Linked DNA regions of Mus musculus: all the other regions are linked to region 3. A link is a contact called in public Hi-C and promoter capture Hi-C data. All regions are on one chromosome and are shown on one strand. Each heading gives the region's core, a stretch centred on a gene start, on an enhancer-like site or on the middle of the called end of the contact. The rest is flanking DNA. Distances are from core to core; before and after follow the strand shown. Region 1 holds the start of Nfxl1 (nuclear transcription factor, X-box binding-like 1). Region 2 holds the start of Ppat (phosphoribosyl pyrophosphate amidotransferase). Region 3 holds the start of Tmem33 (transmembrane protein 33). Region 4 holds the start of Fip1l1 (FIP1 like 1 (S. cerevisiae)).

The links. Promoter capture Hi-C pulls out the DNA fragments that hold promoters and counts their contacts. A called contact is a pair of places that touch in the nucleus more often than the background predicts.
Region 1: a contact with region 3 is called in a promoter capture Hi-C map of pre-B cells. The contact joins the promoter of Nfxl1 here to the promoter of Tmem33 in region 3. A contact is called at or near these places in 3 of 39 promoter capture datasets (cranial neural crest, liver and pre-B cells) and 2 of 484 Hi-C or Micro-C datasets (liver and pre-B cells).
Region 2: a Hi-C map of CD8 T cells shows a contact between it and region 3, with 8 times the contacts expected there. The contact joins the promoter of Ppat here to the promoter of Tmem33 in region 3. A contact is called at or near these places in 1 of 39 promoter capture datasets (pre-B cells) and 1 of 484 Hi-C or Micro-C datasets (CD8 T cells).
Region 4: a Hi-C map of CD8 T cells shows a contact between it and region 3, with 6 times the contacts expected there. The contact joins the promoter of Fip1l1 here to the promoter of Tmem33 in region 3. A contact is called at or near these places in 2 of 39 promoter capture datasets (liver and pre-B cells) and 2 of 484 Hi-C or Micro-C datasets (CD4 T cells and CD8 T cells).

What each region holds. Positions count from the first base shown.
Region 1 is chr5:72,553,434-72,560,998 of GRCm38.p6, reverse strand. Nfxl1 (nuclear transcription factor, X-box binding-like 1) reads left to right here and starts at 1,354. Exons shown (of 23, transcript NM_133921.3): 1 at 1,354-1,410; 2 at 1,731-1,985; 3 at 4,654-4,827. The coding sequence starts at 1,733.
Region 2 is chr5:76,947,213-76,954,532 of GRCm38.p6, reverse strand. Ppat (phosphoribosyl pyrophosphate amidotransferase) reads left to right here and starts at 2,955. Exons shown (of 11, transcript NM_172146.2): 1 at 2,955-3,576. The coding sequence starts at 3,449. Paics (phosphoribosylaminoimidazole carboxylase, phosphoribosylaminoribosylaminoimidazole, succinocarboxamide synthetase) reads right to left here and starts at 3,231. Exons shown (of 9, transcript NM_025939.3): 1 at 2,698-3,231. The coding sequence starts at 2,713. It overlaps LOC115486295 (a long non-coding RNA gene), which reads left to right and starts at 3,583. Exons shown (of 2, transcript XR_003955939.1): 1 at 3,583-7,320.
Region 3 is chr5:67,254,747-67,262,276 of GRCm38.p6, reverse strand. Tmem33 (transmembrane protein 33) reads right to left here and starts at 1,712. Exons shown (of 8, transcript NM_028975.4): 1 at 1,471-1,712; 2 at 1,244-1,313. The coding sequence starts at 1,288.
Region 4 is chr5:74,533,207-74,540,126 of GRCm38.p6, reverse strand. It overlaps Fip1l1 (FIP1 like 1 (S. cerevisiae)), which reads right to left and starts at 4,636. Exons shown (of 18, transcript NM_001159573.2): 1 at 4,366-4,636; 2 at 3,282-3,326; 3 at 3,146-3,185. The coding sequence starts at 4,447.

The DNA.
Region 1 (7,565 bases), core at 105-2,604, 5.3 Mb before region 3:
AGGTATGTAAAAGAAAAGGAAGGAATGCTTGTTTGAAGCTCTCGATAAATATTAGAATAGTTTATAACTAATGTTTGGAGGACTGGAGGGAATGTGTTCTCAGGAAGGTTTAGTATGGAGATTTGGACAATGTGCTAACGCAGATCTGTGCTACACACCAAGGTTCTATGAGGGTCTCCTTATCATCAGCCACCTCAATATTCCCTCGACATTTACTGGTTTTGGATGAATTATAGGCCATGATGTAATACCTATGTACAAGAAATTAAAAACATGATAGAATTAAAGCTTAGTTTCAGCACAATTACCTCTCTATGCTTTAGTTTTCCCAGTGGTAAAATTGGAATGATAAATAAGGTTATTTTGAATAAAAAAAAATATTGACACAATGGACATGATGATGAAGGCCTGGAGCCCCAACAACTTCTAAGGCTGTGGTGAGAGAATCATGAGTTCAAGAACAGCCTAGATAATATTAAAAAAACTCATCTCAATAAATTATAAGTGTAAAACTTTGTATATGTGCAAACACACACACACACACAGACACACACACATATATATGTAAATATTTTGTACACTCCTGGACACATTGAATGGCATCTAAATATATTTGTGGTAAATGTTGGGAAATTAACTAAGCTGAAGGGTAATTTAAGGATTGTATAACTTCAAATATCAACAAAAATTCAGCTCATTTTCCAAGAGACCACTAAATGAATTTCTGCAATCTATACGTAAAGATTAGCTGCTGGCTTTCAGTTATTTTCCTTAATGAATCTACTGGAGGGAGCAGCCTTGAAAGGAAAAGAAGCAGTCTCTAAGGGAAAGCTTGTTTTAAAGTATAAAAGGTGGTTAATACTAGGGGCTAGATTTCATTGTGAGTTCTGAAAGCTTTCTCCACTCAAACCATTTTTTCCTACAATGCTCCCGTGGCTCTTCTGATCCTGCTCCCCATGGCGTCTTCTGTTTTCTAAGTACTTCCTGGACGAGGACCTGCCTGCTACCTGCAAGCAGCAAGACTATGGCGAGAACAACTGTTTGTGAATTTTGCCCTCTCTGAATCCTGAAACCTCGCGTATTTCCTGGGAGCAGCCGCCAGTAGCAGCATGCTCCCGGCACGCCCACCAACGGAGGCGTCTACTTTTCATGAGCCTCGGAACACTCTGGGAAATGTAGTTCCCCAAAGGCCGCGAACGACCGCGCATGCGCACTGAGCATTCCTTCGTCTCTTCCGGGAAAAAAAAAAAAAAAAAAAAAAGCTGCCTCGCTGCCACGCATTCTGCGGTCCGCGGGCGGAGGCTTCTGGGAGTTGTAGTCCCTGGCGGTGGGCGCCGTCGGTAAGGAGACGTAGCTTTTCGGTGCGGTCCACTTCAGCAGTTGGTTCCCGGCCGCGGCCGCGGCCGCACGGTCAGTTCGCGTTTCTGTGCCTACCGCACTTCTCCTGAGGCTGAGGAGAATTTCCCGTGGCTGGGTTTTTCCTGTCCCGGGTGGGCTCCTCGTGGCTCCGTGCTTCTTTTCTGCCCTCCGTCTTTTCCCTCCTCGCCCGTCGCTCGAGCCTGGGCTTGGCGGGACTCGCCCTCGGGAGACACAGGGCCGCAACCTCCTCAGACCCGGGTCTCCGTGTCGCGGGGTCCGTCCGCACCCAGCCTGACCCTGCGGTCCCTCGGCAGCCGCCTCCATCCTCGGACGCCCGTTCACGCTCCTTCTCCTTTATCTCTCCGCTGCAGGGATGGACGCTCCCTGGCGCCAGGTGGCCGCTGGCCGAGGCCGAGCCCGAGGACGGGCCACCGCAGTGCCCCTCTCAGGAAATGGAGTCCCTTTTGGTGGCGCTGGAGGAGGGCGAGCCAAAGGGTCTGGGGGCGCGGTGTCTTCGGGCCCCGGCCCCGGGGGAGCAGCAGCTCTGGCCCCTGCGGGTCGCGGGCAGCGCTCAGCTGGAGGCGAAGCCCCGCAGCCCCCGGGGGCCCGGGGTGAGGATGGCTCAGGTGAGGATGGCTCGGGTCTCCCGCCCCACCAAACTCCCCAAGTCACTTCCCTACTTATCGCTGGCTGCCAGGGCCCTCCAAGTCTCTCATTCACTTTTTAACAGCTCCCGGAGTTTAGTCTCAGGGAACCGTCTCCATTCAGGCAGATTTTCATCTCATCGCTTGCATCCTCATTTTAATTGATAATTGCCTTTGTTAGTCACTTTCTTCAATTGTGTGCAGCTGATTTGGTTAACTCAGTAAATGGATCGCCAGAGTTTGTTTTCTTTTATAATCTAAGATGTTTAACATCTGTCGTAAAATAGGACCTTGTGCTTTCGCATCTGTGTGTATGGTAACAGCAAGCTAGGCTAAGGTCTCAGAATTCCATTTACGAACAGATTGGGAACTCCATTCTTCATTAATCAACTCGACTTTCAAGACCAGTTGTTGATAGCCATCTTTCCCAGGCTACCTGACTTTTTGGACCCTGTAAGCGTTTTGGTTGTTGTTTTTAACTGATCCCAGTGCAGAAATTCCATGTCTTTCCATGATGTATCAGGTGTTGCCACGATGGATTTGCCAATAGCCTTGGTCCAAGATCTTTTAGGGCGACGTTGAGAGTGTTTATACATAACACTCCAGATAAAAGAGAGTGGTCCCTGAAAGTGTTTTGTGTTTGGAAGGTATTTTTTCAGAAGAGGTTTAAAATTTTTATTTCTGAAATTATAGTAGAATTGCATCAGTTCTCCCTTCCTGCTAGGAGCAAAATTGAGTCTCTGCGTGGGGTTTCCCAGGGTAACTTGAAAGTTAGTTTGCGTTGATTTTGCTGGCAATTGGTCAGTTAATCATAGAGGTGCAGTGTGCTATTTAGAGACCTATGAACAAGTTGGTAAGCTGGCTTGGGTTTTGTGGATAGTAGGAAAGCAAGCATTCTCTACATAGTATATAGTATATAGTATATAGTATATAGTATATAGTATATAGTATATAGTATATAGTGTATAGTGTATAGTATAAAGTATATAGTAGTTGACATTTGTGAGGAAGGAATAAGTTAAGACAATTACCTGGTCACTTTGTGTGGTGACATTCTTCCAAATGGTACTAGGTACATACATGTACCAAGTGTCATCTCTTCCCAATTCAGCTTTTTTTAACAACCCCCCCCCCCCGGCTCATTCCCAGAGATTAATGACCTCCTTGTAATTTTGAGATGTCTCACAGCAGTTACTGCTCTTCTTTTTCTGTGTTCTCAAAGATTTCTAAAGAAAGCCTCATATACATTATCTTCCGTTTTTACCCAAAACAGTCTGTTTTGGTTGATAGTCACCACTCAAATTAGCTGCAATAAGAAAAGGAAAACATTTCCTGAGGGAAAGAAAGGGTACAATATCCTTAAGTACAGATACATCAACTAAAATGAGATTCATTTTGGTGGTGTCTGACGAATGAAGTATGTTTTAGTTAGTGATTTAGAATAGTAAACTTTAAAATTCTCTAAACACGAGCACCAGTGCATACAATTGAGCAAGCTTGTGAGTCTTTTCCTAAAACACCATTGCTGTCTACTGCACTTGTTAGCTGGAGTACATACAAGCGCCAGGATTCTTACTCTCAGAAGCTGGAAGTCTCCTTGGGAACAAGTGTTATTTAGCATCTCTTTTCTGGATAATAGTAGAACAATTCAATCCCACTTTACTTTTTTTGGAGGGGGGAGTGAAATTGTTAGAAGCATGTTTTTTTGTATTAACATCTTGTGTGACCACAAAAATATCAATTTCACTTTGAAGGCTGGAAAGCTTTGAGCCTCCTACGAAGCAGCTAATAAACGCAGTAGAGAAACCGTGGATATTATCATTGTAAAGGTTTTGGGGGCTGGACTGGGTTCCTGAGACTGGTTTGAAGAAGCACTACCTCCTGTCACCCTGGCGTGCTTCCACTGAGTATAGTCCCCATCTCCTAAGTCAGACTGTATAATGTATTTTAATGATTTTTATTATTTATTTATTTTTGAGACATTGTAAGACTATCTTACTACATAGCTAACCCTGGCTGGCCTTGAACTCAGAGATTCACCTACTTATGTCTCTTAAGTGCTAGGAAAAAAATATGTGTGTTGTTGCCATACCTGGTTTGTATAATTTTTTTTTTTTTTTTTTGAGTTTATTATGTAGCTTTAGCTGTCCTGGAACTCTCTGTGTAGACCATGTTGCCCTAAGAGATCTACCTTCCTCTGCCTACAGATTGCTGGGGTTAGAGGCATGTGCCCATGCCTGGCTTGTTTAACATCTCATTCCCATTAATTTTTTTATTGGTGTTTTTATTTAGAGGCTGTTCGTGAAGTGTTGAGTACCATGACTGTATTTTAGAACATGTCATTAGTTTGTTAGTCTTTGCATCTATAGCACTTGATTCTTTTGGGTAGGCTACTTCTAAAGTTAGTGTTTATTGTGTTGTTTTCTTTGGTTCTGTAGTAAGGAATTAGATTTTTTTCCCCCCTCACAATTTGTAAGAAGATATGATGTTCTAAGGGTGACTTTCAAATGTGTGCTTAAAATTGATATAGTAGTCAAATAAACTGGAATCTTACTGATCCGGAAAAAAAAAAAAAAGAGGTGTCATTCTACAGCATGGTTTGCGAGGACACGGATTTGCAGAAATGAAACTCTTTTTGTTTGTCAAGCAGAACTAATGTCTCAGAAGAAATTTGAGGAGATCAAGAAGTCCAATCAAGCTGCAGCCAGAAAGCTGTTGGAGGAGCACTGCAGCTCTTCCTCTGAAGAAGAAGGGGATGAAGACTTGGAAGGAAAACAGGGGAAAATTGTTGCTAATACATTCACAACATACACTACTCACACAGGTATTATCTTACTGATTTGGACATTTGCACTATAAGTAGGATATTTCTGATATTGTTTATAATTTAAAGTACTATAGGATCATTTTTAGTGTGGTCATCTTGTAAAGCTGAGGACATTTTGGTATTTAAATTACATGTTGTTAATCCTAATCTTTGTATAAAATAGATTATATGGCAAGTGTCTTTTACAACCCTAACTCCCAGAGAAATAGGTAGGGTAGGTGGCTACTGGCTGTGATTCTGATGGGCACAGGGCTTCAGGGACCCCTTCAAGGTAGTCTTCATTTTCTTCTCCTTTTTATCACATTAAAAGTGCCTTAAAGTCCATTTCATTTCTTGACTTTATTACTGTAGTGTCATATCTTAATTTTGATTTTCATACTGTTTTTAAAAAATTAAATCTTTAAAGGCCTGACATGTATATTCATTATCTGTTTTATTTGTTTGGGTTGTGTTTAAAGTATGCCCCCTCTTTTTAGTTAACGTGAGAGAGGGCCATCGAGATACTGGTATGTATACTTATTAGTATCAAGTAATTAAAATAAATGGTTTCAAAGATCAGCATCTATATTCTTACAGTTTCTAAATTTTATACTCATGTCATTAGAAACATTAACATTTCTCAGTACTTTTATAGATATATTTCATGCTGTTTATACAGTCTTACGTTAGTTACGCATGCTTATAGTCCCATTTAGTTCTTTAAAATCTTGTTAGAGCTAGTAAGAAAAAAAAAAGCTCAGAAAATTTCTAGGAAATGGCTCTTCATAGGAGAGAAGATTCTCCTAAAATTACACAGTAAGTGACACAGTTGGCTTAACAGTGATTTGCTCGGCTTTTGGACTTTTATTGGGCTTGTTGTGTTTTCTGTGTAAAAGCAGGGTGGTACTAAGAAGATGAGATGGCTGCTCTTGGACCTGTTGATGAGGGAAAATCAGGACAATGGTTAAAAGGACATCTCACAAGCCAAATTAAGACTTGGACTTCGGCATTGCTTGTGTCTGATGAGTGTTTGACACGTTCACTTTGTGTCAGGTGCTCTCTCCCCTGTGAGATGTGTCTAGTGGTAGTAAGTGCTGTGGAGGGGTTGGAATGAGGTAGCAATGCTGTCAGATAGTATGTGCTGTCTACTGAGATGTCTAACATGTTTTGTATGCTTTAATATAGAGGTTTTCTACCATAGCTGGTTTTCCTTCTTTCCCTGTCTTATAAAAGGATTTCTTCTGCTTTTTAAAAAGAAACAAATCTTATTTTTCTTTAGGTATAGGTCTTATGTCATAGCTCCACATCAGCTCTCTTAGTGCTTGTCACTGATTTGTTCCTTAGTTATTATATAGTGCTTTCCTGAGAACAGGACTGCTAGCACAACAGGATCAGAGTTTGTATGTTAGGTGGCGTGAAGGTAATTTAAGGGTATTAGAGTTAGTAAGTCTGCAGGCTGACTCTTGTAGTGTGCCGCCTATCTCCACCCCAGGCCATCTTTCTTTTGTTGCTTTGTGAGTTACCTGCATGTACTGATGACATTGCAAAGGTTGATAGGCATTCTCTAGGAAATCTACCATATCTCCTGAGGAATTCAGGAAGTTGAGCTAAAATGTCAAGCTTAACAAAATAAAAGCTGATGAAAACAACTTTATGGCTAGAGGATTTCCTGTTCTGGATAACTTCCCAACTACTAATCTTCAGTTTCGTGGCTAAGCGGACCTCACCTCAGGCATTCGAGGTAGAGGAAGGCTGCTGTCTTTCAGCATAGGTAGGAAAAATACTACCATTTACTCGCTTTATGAGGTTTTTCGTTTTCTGCTCAAACTAATTTTTTGTATCAAGTACAGTAATACTTTGATTCTTGTTCCTGTATATTCTGCACTATGAGTGTAATTAACTAAGGAAACTGGAACAGTTAAGTATTTTAATAAATGCCGATGTATCTTGCCTGGTTTCTTGTTATTCTTCTGTATAAAAAGTTCGATGTTCGACTTGTCAAATTACATTCAGATTCTACACAACCTCTCCTGTTGCCACAGTGGTCTTAGGATCTGTGACTTCCAATGCCGTGCTATCTGTGTCTGCTGTGACATGCCGGGTAATGCATGTCATTTAGCTGTAGCTAAAATATAATACAACTTTCAAAGAAAGTTATCTGAATTTTGTAGAGACAAACTTAGGGTTTAATTTGTAAGACTGTACCATCATTTTAAATTTAAATTGTATGAATTAACTGTTAAATTGTATGAATAAGCTGATAAAATTTAAAATGTTTCAGATTTTTTAAGCCAGTTGTACTCTAAGCAATATAAGCATACTGACTATAGTTATTCTGTTTAACTTAAACGCCAATTTAAAATGAAACAGTTGCCGTTACTAATATTATAGGTTAGACTGCTTTACATTTGTTCCTTAGCCCTGTAATGATATTGATATTCATGTTACAGTAGGTCAGATGCTTGTTAAGTTCTGTGTTTACTCGGAGGGTTTTAGAAAATGAGCTAAGATTCTTAATTACTTAGTTTTACTTTCTGGCAGCAAACTGATGTGAACTAGAGTATTGCCATGGTAAACTCTGTCCTTCTATAATCTTACATGGTTGACCTGCTTTTCTTGGACATTCAGTCAGTTTGTGCTACCTTTTAGTTTTACTAAAGACATGCATTGCATGCTTGTTTTTAATTACATGAACATAACTTGAATTACGGCCCCTTTGGTGTCGTTTGTACTTTAGAGTACTGCTCTGTCATTCT
Region 2 (7,320 bases), core at 1,706-4,205, 9.7 Mb before region 3:
AGTAAGTAACGCATCCTTGGGGTTCACAGTGTGATCAGGTATCTTGCAACACTCATCCTCAGTACTTTTCCAATGTATCTGTGTGCCAGGGCCTGTGGACAGAACAGCAAATGAAATCTAGTTTCTGCTCTCAGGGGACCTAAGTCTCGAAGGAAGCTGGCAATTGATAAGAAACTATAATAAAATACAAGGTAGAGACTATTCACAGCAGGCACACCCTACAGAGAAGTCGAGAATGAAGTAAAAGCTGAACAGACATGAAAAAAGATCAGACTTTAACAAGGGGTAATTGAAAGACCAAGCAGCCAAGGCAAGGTCAGCATGGCTAAGCACTTAGTGTTCCAGGACCGTGTAGCTTGGTAGTGATCAAGACACAACCAAATAGGCAAAAACAAAACCCCAAACTTAAAGAGCCGATCAGGTCACACCACCAGCTGGCACAGGAAGCAGTTAAGTGTCCAAGAAGAAAAATCAATGGCCTATCACTGGTGCAGTGTACGGAAAAATGGATGCAGGAGGCCAATTCCTTTCTTGGATCAAATTTTAGTTGGCCACAACTAAGTGAGATGACCTTTGGAGTGGACCAAACTGCATTTCTGGAACATCAGCTTTACAGCCTGTTACCTACAATATACTGACTCTTCCCCCCAAACTACCCAGAGATAGTTTTCTTCTCATCAGAAATCCCAATTTTTGGTAATATTAACTATACTGCTGTGAATGATTTGTTATGAAGCTTTCTTGTTTAAAACCATAAAAAGGGCATCTTGTAAAAACTAAATACACTGGGGCTGGAGAGATGGCTCAGCGGTTAAGAGCACTGACTACTCCTCCAGAGGTTCTGAGTTCAAATCCCAGCAACCACATGGTGGCTCACAACCATCTGTAATGAGATCTGATGCCCTCCTCTGGTGTGTCTGAAGACAGCTACAGTGTACTGATATATATATTAAATAAACCTTTAAAGAAAAAACAACCCGCCGAGCATGGTGGCTCACAGCTTTAATCCCAGCACTCAGGAGGCAGAGGCAAGTGGATTTCTGAGTTCAAGGCCAGCCTGGTCTATAAAGTGAGTTCCAGGACAGCCAGGGCTATACAGAGAAACCCTGTCTTGAAAACAAACAAACAAAACAAACAAACAACAACAACAACAAAAAACCCTAAATACACTATTCCAACCTACTTGCCTTTGGGTATCTAAGATTACAATTCTAATTAGCACTAAATAAATGTAATTTTTTTCCCTCAACTACGCTAAATTTGATTCTGGTTGACATTGGTGATAAATAACTTGTCTAATATTTCCACTATAGTTCAGTGAGGTAAAAGATGAATATAGCCATCTTCCTAACTTAATGTTTAGAAGAATTAACAAAGTTTAAAAAGCCCCTCATGGTCTAACTCCAGTTTTGAGCTGTAAATTTCCTTTCTGGAACTCTAACTTCCTTAATGTTTGTGTCCTCTTGAAAATCTCTATACTCAGCCTGACCCACTGTTGCCTTCTATCTAGTTCATTACTAACTCATTAGCTATGTAGATTTAACCCAAGAACCATTGGGCTGCTAAATACTAAAGAGCAACAGACACAAGATACTGATTTAATATGGGAGACACGAGTTTTAGTCAATACTTGATCCAAATTCAGTTCACAGCAGTTACACTGGGTGGCTCATGTGTACTCCTGCTTCAAGACAGGCCCTGGCTTCTGTGCATCTGTACTCAAGTGCACACAACCACGGATACAAAACCAACAAAGTAAAATAGAAGCCAGAGAGATTGCTCAGCAATTAAGAACACTCCGATGTTTTACAGTGCACCCAGGTCCAGTTCCCAGAATCTATAGGGTAGTTTACAGCCATTCAAAATTAAACTATAGATATGAACACCTTCTTCGGACCCTTGTCAGCACAGGGCCACATCAGATGTGGGGAAGAGGTTAGATTCTAAGATTTTTACTAGTTTAGAAGTACTGGCGCTGTGGATTGTCTCAGAAAAAGTCTGGCCCTAATTCCCAATTTTATGGAGCTGTACTACCTATAAACTTCAGGGTGGTTTTCATAGGTGGGAAAGAATGTTGGAGTGCCCACAGGATCTGCTTCCTTATTAATCTAGAAACTTGTGTTGTTCCAAGACAGTGTTTTGTTAGTGGATAAAGTAACTTTGCACTCTCCACACCCATATCCTAAGGGTGTTACTAGCCCACGCCCACAATCCCAAATTCCAGGGATTGCAAAGAAGCATCTGATCAAAAAATTTTGGACCTGTTTTCAAACACTTTAAACTACGAAACTTGCAGTAAAGGAGATTATTGGCATATTAACTTTACCAGAATAAACAAAAACCCTGATAGATTTTCTTGGTTGTTTATCTGCTTATTACAAGGTTTCTAGGCACTTGGTTAGTTTCTGGCCATTTCACCTTCAGAGTACTTTCCCACTCTGCTACTTTCCTTCCCGTCCCGGGGCCTTCTTTTGGCTATTTAAATAGGCTCTGGGTGCTTAAGAGTTTAACGCACGTCTTCCAGCGCCTGGACCATGTGTGCAGGCTCCGGGCCCCAGGCGCCGTCTTGGGGAACCCGATCAGGCACTTTGTCGGAAGGCCTGCATCCGACCTCGGGGCCGCACGTGTATGCGTCAAGCCTGCTAGCTCTCTGACGGAGGGCTGGGGGACCCTAGGGTCCGAAAGCAAGTTACTCACCTACGGCTGTCGCCATTATCCGAGGTGAACTAGAGGAGCAGACCGCGCGGGAAAAAAGGGCAGTGTTCTGGAAAACAAGGGCGACCACAGGATCAGAGGGCGGGAAAGGGAGGTGCAATATCAAGGACACGCCCTAGCCCCACAGCCCACCGGCGAACCCGAAGTACCGGGCTGGCTGTGCTTGGGGCTGGAGTCGTGTCCCCAGGCTTCCCGCCGCGCAGGCGCGCTGACGCGACCCCGCTTCCGGGCGGCCCCTCCCCGCAGGCAGCCAAAAAGTGGCGCGCATGCTGCAAGGCCCCCGCTGGCCGGAGAGGTTTCTGGGTTGGAGCGGACCAAGTCCTGACGGCCGGGGGACGGCGTGAGACCAGGGGGCACGAACGGCTCAGGTTTTCTGAGGGACCCACGCGATCAGCTGCGCCACTCTCATCACCTACTCCTTGGGCGCGGGAAAATAACGGAGCCTCCCACGTGCAGAGAAAGTAGCGATCCTGACCTCGGCCTCCTCCCCACCTCTTTGACTCCGTAGCCCCGCCCCTCTCTTTGCCCTAGCTGATTGGCGGAGAGCGGGAGGCAGAACTGGTCACGCCCCTTCTATGAAGCGCGCCGCCGCAGTAGCGAGAACCTAGCCCGCCCGGGAAGGAGGCAGTCAGTAGCGCGAGCCTCTTGAGGCGTTCGATAGCGGAGCGGACAGCTGGTTGGTGCTTGGACCACGCCGCGGCAGCAGGTCCCTCCACGTGCTTTCCGAGGCGCCATGGAGCTGGAGGAGTTGGGGATCCGCGAGGAATGTGGTGTGTTTGGGTGCATCGCTTCTGGAGACTGGCCCACGCAGCTAGATGTGCCGCATGTGATCACTCTGGGACTCGTGGGGCTACAGCACCGGTGAGCAACAGGATGGAGGGGTGGGGGTGGAATGGCAAGTATTTGCACAGTTCCACGAGCCGCTTCCCAGCTCTGTGCTACGGGGAACGCAAGACAATGAGGGTGGATCATGACTGGGAAGGGGGGATCAGGGCTAGGAGGGTGAATCTCGAGAATCAAGTCAAGTACCTACTCAGGATATTGACCAAGTGGGGGTGGGGTACACTTTGCCTGCATAGACTTTAACTTAGGCTGTCGCGTTGCTCCCGAGTGCTCTTTACAGGTTAGCTCCCAAGAATGTGCATCTCTCGTCGCGGGTTAGTTACTCTGGAGTTTGCTTTCACTAGCCAGGTTGGGAAGGGACCGTTCAGATCTCCTTGAAACTAGAACTGTTCTAGAGATAAGCTTCTGTAGGGTGGTGGTGCTGAAGGTCCTGCAACACTTGAAGGTTTTTCTATTTGTTGTTGTTTTGCACGGGGCCTCCTGCTTGCAAGAGCTTTGTTTGCAAGGGCAGAGCTACTGAGCAGATTTGTCAGCCTGAAAGCAGTTAGAGGTTTGGAGATCGTGAGTTTAAAAGTAGTTATAGCTATGAGAAATTGGGAGATGCCTTTGGGGCAAACAAAGAAAAAAAGACCTTTGCCTCCATAATTTGTTTCTTGACTTCACTGACAGTATTATGGAAATAATACAAACTAGGGTTTTGTCTCTCTTCAAAAACTATTCTATCACGGAGTTTTACAATACAGTAGCAACAATGTCTAGACCAGAGCTGGGCAGTAACCCTTTTTATCAATGTGGGTGCTACATGCATCACTAATGATTATTCTTACCAGACTTAGCCTAGAAGTTGTCCTTTTGCAGAGTCTTATTTGACATTCTACATACTCCGCATACATTTATTTAAAAAAAAGCATCTGGGGCCACCCTGTGGTGGCGCATGCCTTTAATCCCAGCAACTGGAAGGCAGGGGCAGGTGGATTTCTGAGTTCTGAGGCCAACCAGGTCTAAAGAGTGAGTTACAGGACAGCCCGGGCTATATATACAGAGAAACCCTGTCTTGAACCCCCCTCCCCCCAAAAAAATTGTTTTGAGAATGTGTGTATGTATATGGTGTAGGGGACTATGTTTTTTGTTGTTTTGTTTTGTTTTTTAAATTAGTTACAACTTGCTGGGTGCAGTGACTAGCTCAAAGCACTGGAGAGGTCTGCAGAGGCAAACTGATCTGGAGCTTTTGAGGCTACATAGCAAATCCTAGGCCTGCCATAGCTACAATGAGGCCCTGTCTCGATAAACAAACAAACTACAACTTATTCTTAGTGACTTGTCACTATGTTATTATGTTTCCTATACTTACTTTTTTTGTTTTGTTTGTTTTTTTGAGACAGTTTCTCTGTGACTGGCTGTCCTGGAACTGAGTTGGCCTTGAACTCAGAAATCCGCCTGCCTCTGCCTCCCCAGTGCTGGGATTAAAGGCGTGCGCCACCACTGACCAACCCTATACTTGCTTTTATATGAGAAAGCTATAAGATTAGATAAGGTAAGGACAATAAAGATAAGATGTGTTAGTGAATGGATTGTATTTTATAGTAGAGTTCATAATATCAGCCCTGGCAAACATAGCAAGACTAGTCTACCAAAAGAGATTGACTTTATTAGGATAACTTAACTAAACCAAGCAAGCCTTTGGTAGGAGACTAGTGTTGAAAATATGACTGTGGGTTGTTTTGTTTTTTTCTTTTTCTCTTTTTGTTTGTTTGTTTCTTTTTTTGTTGTTGTTGTTTTTGTTTATTGAGACAGGGTTTCTCTGTGTAGCCCTAGCTTTCCTGGAACTCACTCTGTAGACCAGGCTGGCCTTGTGCTCAGAAATCCACCCGCCTCTGCCTCCCAAACTCTAGGATTAAAGCCGTGTGCCACCCCTGCTGGGATTGTATTTTTCTTTTGAATAGCAGTGATAAGCTAGTTTCTTGGGAACAAACATGCTACCTAGCAACATAAGAATGCCATTAAGATTTGCTTAGATCTCAGTATAAATCCGGGCAATGCAACATTTTAAATTAGAGAGACTTCTTTATCTTTAGTAGAATTAGTTTTAACTGGGGAACCAGTAGAACACCATACCATGATGCTTAGGGAATATAATAAGTGCTTGTTACCCTAAAACAGTAGATCAGGGCCAAAGAAGGGTAAGAACACATTTTGAGGGGTGATGTGCTCAGGGTGGCACAGGGGCCTCACATGGAGTAAGCACACACTGTCTACCAAGTAACACCCAAGAACTAATGAACTAATGAATGTATACTGCACTGATGAATGTAAACATGGGAATATTAAAACCTGAAACCTAGAGAGGTGATCATAGGTGAGTATATAGTAGCATTATAGACACCAACCTGGAGAAACCAATGCAGAGAGGTGTGGCTTATTGTAGAAGCCTCCATTTTTCACATCTCACATGAAGATGCACTCATATAAGAGTCATAAAAATCACCAGATACTGTGTGGGCTTAGACATCGGGTCTAGTCATTTGCAGAGTTCTGAACAAAGTAGGCTTCTCCAATCACACACTTTGATCTTTAAATCACCATCACATCTTATGGAGCACAGAGCAGTTTGGACCTATTTATTTAAAATTCCTCTTTAAAAAGGAATTACTAGACACATCCCATGAACCAGCCGCCTGAAGGTTCTTTGTGTAGTGTGGATATGGCTTATTCTCCAAAGGTGGGCATGGGGGCAGTGTTACTCAGTGTGGCAATACTCTAGTGGTATCTTCAGAGATGGAGTTTATAGGAAGCTGAGCGGTTGGGCATTGTGGATTAACAGTGGTCTCACTAAGTTAGCTCTCAGATAGCAAGCTGCTATAAAAGGGTGAGCCTGACCCTGGAATTCTAGCTATGCTCTCTCTCTCTCCCTCCCTCACCACTACACTTGACCTTTACGGTGAGGCCACACACACTGAGGTTCTCACCAGAAGCTGGGCTGAAGGGACTTCCCCCAAACATGAATTTTCAGCCTCCCAGACTGACCAAAATAACCTTTTAAAAGAGAAAAGGTACCTAGGCTGGGCATGGTGATGATGCACACCACTGATCCCAGCGCTCGGGAGGCAGAGGCAGGTGAATGTCTTGAATGGAGGTCCATTTGGTCTGCAGGGCAAGTTCCAGGCCAGCCAGCCAGCCAGAGAAACGCTGTCTCAGAAACAGAAAGAAAACCAAAACCAAAGAAAGTACAAAGTGCCTAGCTTCTCTTGTATTTTGTTACAGTAAGGGAAAGAAGATGATAGATTTGTTGTTAATTAGGAAATGAGCATGTCCTCTGTCGGTGAGTGGTCCCGTTCAGAAACAGAAATTAAAGCCAATGGCTAATGCTACATATTTTTATACTTCTCAACACGTGTGAAACTGACCTGGTGGAGGTGAGGGTCCTGATGGAAGAAACATCCTGTAGAACCTTCCAGTTCTGTTAAGCTTTGAGGAAACCAGTTTGCAGTGGTCTCAGGAGATGTTTTCTTGACAGGTGTAGACCTTGTTTCTGTAAGGAAACACCACCAGGAAAGCACTCAGTAGGGAGGGGTGCACCCAGACAGCCTCCAAGGCAAGCATCCAAGGCCTCTTCCTGAAGTGTTGAGGAACGCAGTGCAATAGGAAGTTGAACTTTTGGGGTGCCAAGATTAAGGCTGTTGGTGTTAACAAGGCCGCTAAAACACCAGCTTAGTCTTGGCAGCCCTCGTAAACGTCTGGATCTGTTTTGATATCTTTTAGGCT
Region 3 (7,530 bases), core at 463-2,962:
GGGTGCTAGGAACTGAACTAGGGTCTTCTGCAAAAGAAGCACTCACTTATAAACACGAGCCCATCTACCCAGCCCTTCCTCTGGGTCTTCTGCACGTACGTACACTCCATTACACAATCAAGGAGCTGAAGAGGCTGGTTTAAGTAGAGTGAACGGCCTGGTATATATAGTTCCACAACAAAATATTTTAATGGATCATGGGACTGAAGACTTGAGGACAAATTATTCACAGTTTCAAAGTATTAGGCCAGACAACTTCTTACTTACAAAGGGTGAAATCTATTTTTACAATGGCAAATCAGTTGATTCAGGATCATACCTAATTCCCCAAAGAATCAACATAAAATGGTTCTTGTGTCCTGAGAAGGGCATAATCAAAATGTAATTTCAGTTTCTAGAGCCTTCTGTAAAACAGGTCTAGACTTTTGAAACTAGGTGTGTCTTCAAAGCCCAGAGATAATAGAGGGATTTCCATGGACTGACTGGGAGTAAAGAGGCAGAACAAATAAACACAATGGCTGCTTCCCAAAGAGGGGAAGGGACAATGGACAGTTAAGGAAATCTGCACGTGAACTACAAAGTAGATTAAAATGCATCCATGTTCAATTCCCCAAATGTAATGAAGTGGAAAATAATACTTAAGTATTTTTGGGTTATCAAAAATCTCCAAATGGGTCAGCAAAGTTAAGTGCGTGTACACAGTACAGGGGTGTTGTAAAAAGCTTTTTAAAAAAAAAAAAATCAAAACTTCAATTTAAGGGCAAAAACACAAAAACTACCTCGAGTCGACCTGTAGATCAACATTTTTAATTATAAAGTTTACAAACGGGCAGTCCTCCTCTTTGTAAACGACTAATCAAAGAAACACACCACTCTCTCCCCTTTGCAAAATTTCTTAAAAGGCTTGAAGTAGGTACAAAGGGCAATACTACGACGCGCACCACGAGGCATGTGGGTTGAATAGATGGTATTTTCCACCTTGGGGGCCGAAGACGATCGGAGACCGCGGTGTGGGAAGGGGCAAGGAGGCCAACATCCCTAGCTGACAGGTGACAGCCGCCTGCTCCAGAACTGCCTGTTGTCGCCTTTGAAACAAACTTGGAGCTCCTCTGGCCGCCACTCGGCTCCTCCCTAACCCCAGTCCGGCAGGCAGCGGCTTCTAGAACCCTCTAGCCCTCTCAAACACTTCCTGCTCCTCGCCAACTCCGGCTGATGGAGCCGGGCGACCAGGCCGCTCACTTACCACAGCGCCCGCCCCTTGGGGGCCGTTCGGGGTCGTATCCGCCATGGGAGACACTCGGGAGCCCGGGACGCTGCAACAGCAAAGAAGAGCAAAACGTCAGTGCGGGGCGACGACCCTCCGACCTGCTTTCAGAGCCGGCAGGAACCCCAAACCCCCGGAGGAACGGGCCCTCCCGGACGCGTGCAGCACACAGCCGCAGAAGTCCCCCTATGGCGGCCCGGTAATACCTGCCCCGCTCGGTCCAGACCGAAGCTGCCTTTCTAGAAAGACCCAAGCGAAGGCGGAGCTTCGGAGAAAGGCCTTAAAGGGCCGATCGACGCCGCCGGTTCCCGGGGTTGCAAAACCGGAAGTGATCCTTTCGTTTCCACGTGAGTCAGGCGGGACGTTGAGAGTCACCGGGCGTGGTTTCCGGAGGCATGACGGGAAATGCAGTTTTTCTCCTTGTTTTGGTTCCACCTTCCCTACGAGCCAATTGGCACGGAAATGTTAAGTAAAACCACCGAGGCAACTTTCGTCTTAACCGGCACTCAGGCGATTTTCCTCGCTGGCTTCCGAACCTCAAAAATCTCTCTACTTCCATATACAGAAGCTTCAGAAATATCTATGATCTCTCCAGATAGCGATTCACCAAACCCTGTGATTTAGTTTTCTTATTTCAAGCACTAGTGAAACCGGCTATGTGACAGACGCTTGGAGGAAAAAAAAAAAAAAAGAACATAACACTGACCTTCTCAGAGACAATAGAGCAAAAACGACCACAAGCTGAGTTAATCAGGGGTTTCTGGAAAAGTAATTCTGGCCATAAATCTTGAAGGGAAAGGAAAAATTGTATATGAAAAGGGAAGGAGGTTCCAAATAAGAGAACAGAGCAGGTAAAGTAACAGAATGAATCAGGACAGTTCGGTGTGAACTGAATGAATGGGTCTGGGGGGGGGTGAAAGATTTGAACTGCTGAGAGGCAGGGTGTGTGGCAAGAAAAACATTACATGAGGGCACGGGAGGGGTTGGAAGGAAAGGGGAGAAATGATGAAGTTATATTTTAATTAAAAATATTTTTAAAGACTTATTATGTATACAGTGTTCTGCCTGCATGTATGCCAAAACTTCTGAACTTAACTCTGCAATCTAGGGAGCCAAGCTACAACTTTAAGCAGAAGTGTGACATCATCTATATTAGAAAGATCATAGGGAGGCCATTGCACACAACTAGGGAGAGCAATGAAATCCTGAATTGTGTGATGGTGTGGGAGAAAAGAACAGGAAAGAAGACTTGAATGTGGCTTCCATAATTTCATGTCTGGCTAGATAAAAGGTATGCAGGGGTGGGGGTGTCGTCTGCAGAGACCCGGAGAAGAGGCATAGAGAAAAATGAAAAAGAAGAACAGAAGAGAGAGGTGGAGGACAGGAAGCTGACTACAGATCTATACTCCAACTTAGGAACCGAGTATCTCTAAGCTCCTACTCTCTCAGAAGTACAATTGCCTTTATGATTCATGGCAGCCTAGGCGCCAGTCAGCTGCTGTCTAGGAGTCAAAGGATGCTCGGTAGAATGTTGTAAACTTTTCTTCTAAGGCCAATGTCCACATTCAGGTCCCCACAATCTCCAGTCTAGATTCCCTATCACCCAAGCTCAGCTAACACATTATCTTCTCTGCATTGCTGGAGTATAATTTGTCCCCTATTTTAGAATATTTATCATTGTCTAATATTTCTTTTTGATTATTTGTTTAATCTGGCTCTCCCACCATGTATGGGTAGTGTGTGTGTTTGTGTGTGTGTGTATGTGTGTGTGTGTGTACATGCACACATGTGTATCTTGGTTTACCTGGGGTGTCAAATACAACAGACTGAGTAGTTTAAACAACGCAACTTCTTTTTCCTCACAGTTCTAGATGCCTGGAAATTCTAAATCATTTTATCAGCAAGATGAGTTTCATTCTAAGACTTAGTGTTGCTGACTAGATCAGTGATCTTTTTACTCTTAGTAGCAGAATTTGATTTCCTTCTGCCTCTTCTGTATTCCCGAATTTTCTGACTATAAGTAACTATACGTAAGTAGATAACAATGCATCTGATTTATACTAAAGTTAGACCTTCAGTCTTCCCACTCTCCATAATAGCTAGATTTTCTCCTTGTGTTCCTATCTCTTCTAAAATATAGAAATCTGGAAGGCAAATGGAGTCTGTTTCTAAGTCCATCCTCAAGCTTCAGATGAAACCGTACGAGCAGATGTCATTTCAGTTTCGGTTAACTCAGTTCCAGGCCATTTGGGGACAGTAGAAAATAGACTGAGTCCACAGTGGAAGCTGAAGCTGCTCTGCAAAGGCACGAAAGCAAAGATTCTGCCGAGAGAATGTTTGCATCTTCCGCCTGATAGTTCTCTCTTTCTCTTCCCTCACTGCTTTCCAGCTTCGAAAATTACTCTGAGCACATTTTATTTATGGGTTAGGGCAGGCAGGCAATAGCATGTGTGTAGAGGTCAGAGGACAACTTGTACGCACCGTAAGCATAGTAATTAAAACCTTAAGTGTAATATTAACCATCACCCTATGTGAGTATGAACCCAGAATTCACACAGTAGGAGATCACCAACTCCTGAAAGTTGTCCTCTGACCTCCATACCTATGCCATGTCATGCCTGCCCTAACCTATAAATAAAATGTAATTACAACACACACACACACACACACATACAGCTTTCTCAGGGTGTACAGGCTGTACCCTGTCAGCCCATTTCCTCCTTTTCCCAGATGTTGAAGACTATTCTTAAATTGACTGAGCTCCTAAAATATTCTGTTCTGGCAAGATAACAGGTCATGTGACTAACTGGTATTTTTGCTTTTGTAATCAAACTCTGTCTAGAAAAGATGATCAAGACAAAAGCAAGACATGCATGTTAATATAAGACCCTGCCTACACTTAGTCAAAATACACATAATCAAGTGGGTTTGCCTTTATAAATAAACCCTGGGCAGACATGGCTAGGTGCTGCATCTTGGGAGTGCTCTCAGGCGCAACCCTGATGCTGGTTTGAGCACCAGTACCTAGATAATAAGCCTCTTCTTATTAAAATGTATTCGTGGCCATGATGAAGCCCCAAGTAACCTCTAACCCTCTAATAGCAGTAATCAGGCTCGGCAGCAAGTGCCTTTACCGATGAGCCATCTTGACGGCCCAAGACATCTTTTTAAATACACCGCATGGGCTTGGATTACCCATACAGCAGTGTCCCCCTCATGTGAGGTTTCACTCAGTGAAGCTGCACGCCAATCTGCAGCCAACCATGTAGAAAAAACTAAAGTGGAAACTCCAGAAAAATCTGGTGGACATCTGTCATCCCCGTTCTTGAGAGATGAGGAAGCAGGATGAGGAGTTTAATAAGGTCATCCTCAGCTACACGGGGAGTTTAAGGCCAGCCTGGGCTATGTGGGGTTTTGTTTTTAAAAAGGAGAAGAAAACCTCCAGGGGAATTTTTAGTTAGCTTGTACTCAGTTTTGAGTGATGTGACCAAGCTTTGTGTCATCTCACTTTAAAACAAAGAACATCTTCCTGTCATAGTGTCAGGTGAGTAGCAAGCAGCCTGATACCACCGTCTGTCACATCTCCTGGCATAGGCACACTCTCTCTCAATCTCTGTGTGTCTCTCTCTCTCTCTGTGTGTCTCTCTCTCTCTGTGTCTCTCTCTGTCTCTCTGTCTCTCTGTCTCTCTCTCTCTCACACACACACACACACACACACGCACACGCACACGCACACACACACACACACACACACACACACACACACACACCACCTCTCTCCAAGCTCTCATTCTGTAGCACTGGGCTAGCCTGGAACTCACAAAGACCCACCTGCCTTTGCTTGCCAAGTGCCAGGACTACAGGCATGGGCCACCACACCTAGCTCCGTATTGTCCTCATGGCAGTGGAGACACAGGTACAGCAGCACAGTAGTGTATTTTGAGAGAACACACACACACACATATAACTGATGAAGTATACTCTTGTGATTTTCCTCTATTTTAGTCTCAGTGTTTCTAACTATGCTTGCTATATAAGTTAAACTCGATTACAGTTACGTATGTGCAGGGTAACAAATACAACATATGTAGGATCAGGTACTACTAATAATTGCAGTGCTAGACCTCCCCTGAGCACCTTGGAGTATGCCCCCCACCATGCAGAAGTAGGAAAATGACTGCAACAAAGGTCCAATAACAGAAATTAAATCCAAACCAACATAGGAGAAATCAAAGGCTCAATGACAAAGCAACTGTGAGACACAGCAGAGACAGATGACCCCTTCTTTAGTCACAAGTACATTCAAGAGTTCAAATAACATCAAAGAGACCTAGTCTCCTCTCAGCCTCCCCCTAAGCTGATTTCATTGTCAAACTGGTTTCTCCCACACATTAGCCCATGCTCCACCAGCTCAGCAAGACCAGCTCACTCAACTTGCCCTTGCTCTGTGTTTTTATATGATCATCTCACTTCATTCTCACGACATCAAATTTACTTCTACAAAATTCCTAAGCCAGCCACTTGTCCTAAAACATAGTCAACAAAGTTTGGGACATTCATCCACCAAAGAGGAATTAATGGAATTATCTCAGAGTGTCCCTATAAAGACACCATGGATGCCAGAGGAGGCAAAAATTAGACTTTTTTTTTCTTGGTTTTTCGAGACAGAGTTTCTCTGTGTAGCCCCGGCTGTCTTGGAACTCACTCTGTAGACCAGGCTGGCCTTGAACTCAGAACTTCACCTGCCTCTGCCTCCCAAGTGCTGGGATTAAAGGCGTGCACCACCACACCTGGCTTTTTTTTTTTTTTTTTAACGAATTCATTTTTCAATGCCTGGCAGTTACTTCATACTTGATAAGCCTCCCCACAGGCTCAGAGTCAATTCCTAAGGCTTACCCAGCTTACTTTAATTGAAGGTAAGAAAAGCTTGTCAAAAACACACCTCACAAACTCGAAAGCAGTTGTTTCACAACAGGCCATTACTCCTTTTGCCTAGAAACTGGCTGAGGGAGCAAGAATTGATTTCAGAGTTATTGATGACTTGGCTCTCCCCAGTTTTCGGGGAGGATGTGGAGCAGGGAGTTCTACCGAACTGTCAAGTCATCAATTTGCACATTCCTATTCCCAGCAGTGATTAATAACCCTGTGTTGGGCAAAGCATCTCTGCTAAGCGCTGAGTCACTCGCCTTGCTGGAATACACTGCTCCTGCTATTAGCAGCCTGCAGAAGTATCCTCCGCAGGGGCTGCAAAGGCAGCTTGATATGGGTGTCTTAATAAATGAAATGTGCCGCCCCTTTTAAAAGCATACATCCCGTGGGATGCTGGGATGCTGAGGGTCTAGGGACTGTATGAGTCTCCATGTCTGGGCCTTTGTCTGGTGTTCCATTTAAACTCCAAGTTGCAGGTAACCAAATCTTTTCTACTGTGTTAGCATTCTGTTTCTGCTATGAAAATGTGTCTCACACGTGGTGGCTCCAAACAACATATTTATTACTAATGTAGTGCAGGGGAGAAGAAATCCTACCCAGAGCTTGCTGGGCTAAGATCTCTGCAGTGCTCCACTTCTTTCTGGGTACTCCAGAGGACAGTTTACTCCCTACCTTTTCCAGTTGTCACGGTGCACTTTCCTCGTGGGTTCTTAGACCCTGGAAGCCGGTGGCGGTCCACTCTCCTGACTTTACAGTCACAACTCTGTCTTGACTCTCTTTTCTGCCACCCTCTTCCTCTTTAGAGAACGTGGTGATTACACTGATCTGATCTGAGTGGTCCAAGTTCTCTTCCTACAATCAAGCCCGATGCAGAGCTGATCTTCATTTCATCTGCAGCCATAAGTCCCCTTTGTGGCATAATGACTCAATCAGAGGTTCTGAGGACTAGGGTACGCAATAATGGGTGGGGTGGGGTGGGGGGAACGGCATTACTTACTATGTCTAAAGCAGGCAAATGAATTCCGCCTGACTGAAGATTCTGCTGCCTTTTCTACTTACCTCTTCTTGTATAAAAATCCAGCTTGTTACAATTTGTAAATTCGCTCCAATATTACTTTCTTTTTATTTTACATTTTTTGGATTCTCAAGACAGGGTTTCTCTGTTTACACCTGGTTGTCCTGGGACTTACTCTGCAGACCAGGCTGGCCTCGAACTCAGAGATTTACCCACCTTTGCCTCCTGAGTGCTGAGATTAAGAGTGTGCATCACCACCGCCTGGCTAAATATTCCTTTTTTCCCACATAAATTTTCAGCCACTGACTCCTCATTTTAATCA
Region 4 (6,920 bases), core at 3,387-5,886, 7.3 Mb before region 3:
CTGTCCTCTAGTTTACAGTAATAAGGAGCCTGAAACCTAATTTTGATTAATTTTAAAACTAATCACTTTTAGAAGGCAAATTTGACTTGTTTTATAACAACAAAACCAAATGTGTTCAACAATACAACATTCACATTTCCACGTGACTCAAGCCATTAGCCAAAAAATACTTCCAGAACTATAGCATAGTCAGTTTCTTGACATTTTACAGATATTTATAAATAGAAACTTCAAATTTTCCTGCCATAACACAGGACTCAAGATAAATGTACTACTGTAATTCTTAATTTATATTTTTGCTTAAATAAACTTGCGGAGATCAAGAAACAAGTCTTGCTCTCTCGTGTTGTGCACGCCGCCTGCAGGCTGCGCTCCATTGCACAGAAGAGCATGCTCTAGTCAGCTACCCAGCTAAGCAGGACAAGTAAAGCATGGTGGCACTGAGATCAGTGCAATGCAATGCAATTAAGGACAGAGGCTTCGGCAATGAGCCAGTCACGACGACGATGGGCAGGCAATTTCAACAGCAGGGTCCTAGGCAGAGTAATGCAATGGTATGTACCAAGCTGTATCCTAATTTTGTCTGAACTCCTTCCGATCTATTAGACATAATACGTTAGAACTTTTAGGTCCTCATCACCATTAAGATCCAAGAACAATAAAATTATAAGCTTTTTCTAAAAAAGTAAAAAATGTAAACATGGATGCCCTCCTACGGGGATGAGACACACAGAGAACTCCAAATGAAATCAACAACAAACACAGGCAGCAATACTCAGAGGAGGCAGGAATGGGTTAACTCCAATCAACTACCATTCTGTGTCCCAGAGAACTCAAGAAAGGGTACCATGAAAGGGAACCTTGAGGAAGGAGAGGGTCAGAGCTCCTGCTGCCCTTCCAGAACCTTGGTTTGAGTCCCAGCACCCACACAGCAGCTCACAACCATCAGTCCCAAACTACAGTCCAGGGGAGCCAATGCCTTCTTCTATTCTCCACAGGCATGGACGCGGAGCATGGACATACATGCAGGCAAAACACAAACACACAGAAAACTAAAAACAAAACAACAAACTACAAACTGAACTTAGAATTATAGTTAAATAATAAAAACTCAGAGTTAAGGATTAGCTCATAAAAATTTCAGCTCTTTGGAGGCTATTTCTACTTTCACTCCCTTACTTCCATGTATCCTATGTTTTAATCTCTTTTTCTTCTGATACAAAGGAAGTTACTTGTAATGGATTTCCATCACCTGTGTTCATTTTAGAAGCTCCATTAAGACATAATTCACATCCACCCATTTAAACACTATACTTAAAGGGATAGACTCTGTACACAGTGTAACAATCATGTTGTGAAATCCTAGACTGTGTACATAGATAGCCTCCCAAAAGAAGTAAGTATACATCACCCGGCATCCCCATTTTCTCCTATCCCACAATACTGGCCTTTTCTTCTCTATGGATTTGCTTATTCTGGAAACTTTATGTACTGATGTCACATGTCACGTGTTCACTCATACTGTAGCAAGTCAATACTCAGTTTCCTTCCTTCCACCAGGAAATACTTCCATAAGGGTACATTGCAATGAACCTATTAATTTGTTTTGGTGGACAGGTAGGTCGTTTCCATTTTACGGACCAGCTATGATTGATGCTAAGAACACTAATGTTCAAATTCTTGTGTTCATGTATGTTTTTATTTCTCTAATTTAAAGTGAGTAGGACTGCTTAATTCATTATAACTGTTTAAACATCTGAGGAAGCTCCCAAGGAGACATCACTTTATAATAGCAGCAACAGTGTACAAACAGCCCAGGTTCTCCATGTCTTCATTAGAGCTATTTGCCTTTTGGATTAGAGCTATCATGCTAGGACTGAAGCATTAATTCCTCCACTCTGAAAACCTAAATCTTCTTTAAATGCTTCGTGTGTATGTGTGTGTTTGGGGCGGGGGGAGAGGGGGGAATACATGTGGAAGCCATGTGGAAGCCAAAGGCATCAGGTATCTTCCAAATCCCTCTTCCAGTCTCTCACTGAACCTAGAGTTCAACAATAGAGTAGACAGTGAGTACTAACTGTCTTAAGTCTCTCCTAGAATGTATTCATTCATGTCCACATCTTATGCTGCATGAATGTCCCCAACTGGGCCATTTCTCTGGCCCTTAATTGCTCTGTTCAAGATCACTCCTCCCCTCATCATTTCAGACAGTCACCAGATCAAACTAAAGCTAACACGACATGTACTTATATGCATTAGATGTAGTGACATTCTGAGTAAATGTCTGGTTCCTTGGACACTCTGTAAAATACTGTTTTGTATAATAACAAAGAAAATCAACATTAAAAAAATAGCATCCATTCTGTTCATGGTATAGTAGCAAGCATAGTTTCCTTTCAAAAACTAGTTCCATTATGAATTTAAAATATAAAGCACTAGTTTACAGCCAAACCAAGCATAGTGGCGCGTCTTTAATCTCAGCACTCTAGGAGGCAGTCAGACAGATGTCTTTGAGTTCAAGGCTGGCCTAGTCTACAAAGGGAATTCCAGGCCTGTCAGTAAGAGCTTGTTTCCAAGAAAAGAAGAGAAAAGAAAAGAAAAGAAAAATAAGAAATTATACCAAAAGTAAGTGACACTATAAAAACACTAACAAACTATGAAAGCAACAATTTTTAGTTATTTTAATTCTTACAGTAAATTATTTTTTTTCTTAGTAATTTAACAACTACACTCAGCCAGATAAAGTTGCTCTTGCCTTTAATCTCAGCACGTGGGAGGCAGAGGCAGGTGGATCTTCTTGCCAGCCCGCTCTACAAGGTGAGTTCCAGAACAGCCAGGGCTATGCACACTACACAGAGAACGTTGTCTTGAAAAACAAAACAAAACAAAAACCCAACTATGTTGTGTACACCTCTAAGCTCAATTAAGGGTGAAAGTTACTCTACAGTGAAAAGTTGGCAAGTACCTAATAACTCAAAAAATTGTCCTATACGTTACTAGAAAACAGGACAGGATTGGTCCACAAGTAGAAACAGTCCTTCAACTTTGGTCAAAATGCAATTTCGCCAAGGATTATGATCAAACAGTAGACAACTTGCTAGAATCGCAATCTGTGTAAGACATCAACAGGAGAGAGTTCACCAACCTGGCATTTTCTTCTTCTGGCCTTTCAACTTCATTCTCATCTACCAAATAAAATAAAATAAAATAAAGTAAATAAAGAAACCAAGCTTAAGCAACAAGTAGTATAGAAATCTGAAGGGAAGATCACAAGCACTAACCTAGATCCTTTGCCAAGTCACTGTGCACATGCACGTCCCACGGGCCTACAAGCATAGCCAAAGTTAGATCACTTCATAAGCAAGACACATCTCTTATGGAAAGAAATACAAGGGGATTTACACATCATGCTAAGAGAAACCCCACACATTTCACATTTTAAGGGTAGTACCGATGCTGTCTTTCCACTAAAGAAATAATCAATTTTACAAGTTTATCGGAGTTTCATTACTAAAAGGCTGCTTAAGACGCTAACGTTCACTTTTATATAATCTATGAAATTTATGTCAAGAATGTATGCTCTAGGAAAGAACAAAATACTTTCAAATCTGGTATAACAGCCAAGGGGGATTACGACTTAAAGTTAAAACTCAGACATCAGACATGTCCCCTACAAAAACAAAGTACATGACGCATTAAATTTGGGGACACAAACACAAAACACCGAATACAAGCCTATGGGAAGAGTCACGAGATACAACTATGACGTGGACTATACAGGGCTCTTTAAAAAGCAAAAAACAAAAAATAAAAACAAAAACAAAACACTTCACCTTAATACAGGCCACAATTCAGGGTTTTCTTTATGGACCACAGTGTATTTCATCTGTTTCTTTTAATTAATACTTTTAAAGCACGACTTTCAGACAAGGAGGTACCCTTGCAGGTGCATCCCATACAAACTGACCATCAAGAAACAAGACGTTAGTTTCATTGCACTGACTTTATTTAGCTGCTATTACAGAATGACGGTTTCTGAAAGAAAGGGACGAGGAGGGGCACCCCATAGCCACTGAGCAAGAGAGACACCAAAGCGGCTCAGAATCGATAAAGAGCATGAATAGAGAGCGCAGAAGCGAGGAGGCCCGGGCGGTGCGGAGGAGGGCGACGCAGGGCTGCCCGGCCTCCTTGGCCCGCGTCCACCGCGCGGTGAGTGCCTGCGGGTCCGGGCGAAGGCCGGGAGCAGGCCGCACTCGGCCTAACCAAGGCCGGTTAGGGCCAATACGAGAGGCCTCGGACGCCTGGGCCTGAAACGCTGGGAGGAAGGCCAGAGAGAACCGGGGAGACAGACAGGAAGTTCCGTACCGCCATACAGCCACTCTTCCTCCTCATCCCCTCCGGTCCCGCCGCTCAGCTCCACCAGGCGCTCCACCTCGCCGGCCGACATGGCCGCCCCACGCACAAGTTAAAGGCGGCGGCCAACAGCTCTCTCAACCCCTTTTTCCAGCCTCGCCGTCCCAGGGCGCGAGAATGGGAGGGAAGCCGCCGGTAAGCGAACGAAGAGCGCGAGACTCAAATCTGGGGCCAACCTCGGTGGAGGCGGCGACCCTGAAGAGTCAGCGACCGATCCGTCTGCGCATGCGCCGCAGGCACCCAAGCGGCGCGGCGTCTCTAGGTGGTTACGCTTCCGCGGCGGCGGGCACCTGGGCCTCTCATTGCGCAAGCGCCGCGCGATTGGCTCCTCCCCCTCCCCGCCCCACCCCAAGGATTCTAGCTTAGCTTCTCAAGAGTGGCTTTCTCTGGGGCTTCTGGTCTTCTTTGAAGTTCCCTTCCCCCAACCTTCCTCCCACTCCCCAGTTCCCTTTGCTACACCATTGTTCTTTTCTGTCCCTGTTGCCTTTCTCCCTCCACTAGTCTATTTTAAAATCCTGAAGGCCAGCATCCCGCACGGGTTTGACTGAACCACAATTGTCAATTCGTCGAAATTTTAACAACCAACAAAAGAAAAATTTAATATATAAAGGATGCGTTCTCTTTGTTTAAAAAATTATTAGTATTGGGCATAGTGGCACTTGGTAGGCAGAGACAAGTCACCCTGGTCTACATAGTGAGTTCCAGGATAGCCTGGGCTATACAGGGAGACTCTGTGGCCGGAAAGTTTTATTTAAGTTACTTAAACTGGTCATCTGAGTGGAGGGAACCTTGGTTGTGAAAATACCTCCATAAGATCGGGCTGTAGACAAACCTGCAGGGCATTTTCTTAATTAGTGATTGATGAGGAGGGTCGAGCGTTAGACTTTATCTGTATCACTTGATTCCTCGTTACCTGAGTAGATCACGAGGGTTTTAATTCTTCTTAGTTTTGAACTCTTGTTTGCTATGCCCTGTTCCCCTGTAGGAAATTCTTAAATTGTTTCAACTTCTGTGTACAATTTCCTCGTAAAAATCTTCCCTGAATTCAACAAATATGTATGAAAGTCTACCCAAGTACTAGGAACTCTTCAAGACTATATAGATTGGCGGTTAAAAAAAAAATCCTTTCTTTCATGAAGCCTTTATTCTAATGGAAGATGATAGACACATCATGTTGATAAGGATTTAAAAATAATAGTAGCTGTAAAAAGACCCACGGCCAAGTGATTAAAAGGGAGGTATAATCTAATATCACGTGGTAATTAATTAATTAATTAAAATAAGTAGATCCCTTAATGGAGAAGGGCTGTAAGCTCTGTGGGTTTCTGCATGGGGGCTACTTGACAAGGAGATTAGGAACATGCAAAAGGCCCAGAGACAGAGAAGTTCCAGGCACCCAACTGCATTTGGAGTAGAGTGAAAGGCAAATGTAGATAAACTGAGTATGCAGATGGGGTGAGCAGGGTTGGGGTGAGGGGAGTAGAGCAGAGCTAAACTCTCTTTTAGACCACAAGTCTTATTGACTACATAGCCACTTTCCCCAGAATCTTCACTAGGCCAAATCTGCCTTCGTCTTGTTTAACTTTCACTTCCATCTGTTGTATGGTGCACCATATCCTTTTGGCCTTTGATACTATCTGCTTGAGAGTACCGTGGGCAGTTACCACCACCACACCGTGGTTAGCTCCATTCTCACTGTTAAGTGCATCTAAAGTAAAATTGGGTGGTTTCATGAGAGAGTTGATTGTCTTTTGCAGAGTGAATTGCTTTTCTTTCCAGTCTGGAAAAGAGTTTGTCTTTCAAATCATTGTCTAGACAAAGAGTTTAGACATCAACAACGAGTTGATTAATGAATGGTGGTGAATGCGGTAGGAGGCCTGCGTGGTGGAGGTAGCACTTGAGCTAAGCTTTGAAAATGATTTCTACAAAGCAGAGAAGCTCATAAAGCTCTAATGACCATCCTTCAAAGCCTCTTCCTTCCTTCTTTCCTCCTAAACTGAATCCTTGTATGGATATGCTTCCTTGGTTAGGATTAATCTCTCCATTTGCCATGGGAAACTTTGACATTAAATAATTTGACTATTTTATAGACTGTCTCTTGCTTCTTATATTATGAACTCATCTCACTACAATATCACATTTATCCTGAGTATACTTATTTGCCATCTCATTATTTATTGCTGTTCTAAGCAATGATGATGGTGATGTTGCTGCTAACCCAGGCCTGGCAGTGCATCCTGTCCTTCCAGGTCCTCTGGAGGCCAGGGCTAGAGCTTGACTCAGGCTAGCAGAGTAAGACTCCATCTCAGAACAATGTCAATAATAATGATATCATTTAATATGAAGTATACTTTTTTTTTTTGAAACAGGGTTTCTCTGTGTAGCCCTGGCTGTCCTGGAACTCACTGTGTAGACCAGGTTGGCCTCGAACTCAGAAATCTGCTGCCTCTGCCTCCCGAGTGCTGGGATTAAAGGAGTACGCCACCACCTACCACCACCCGGCTGTG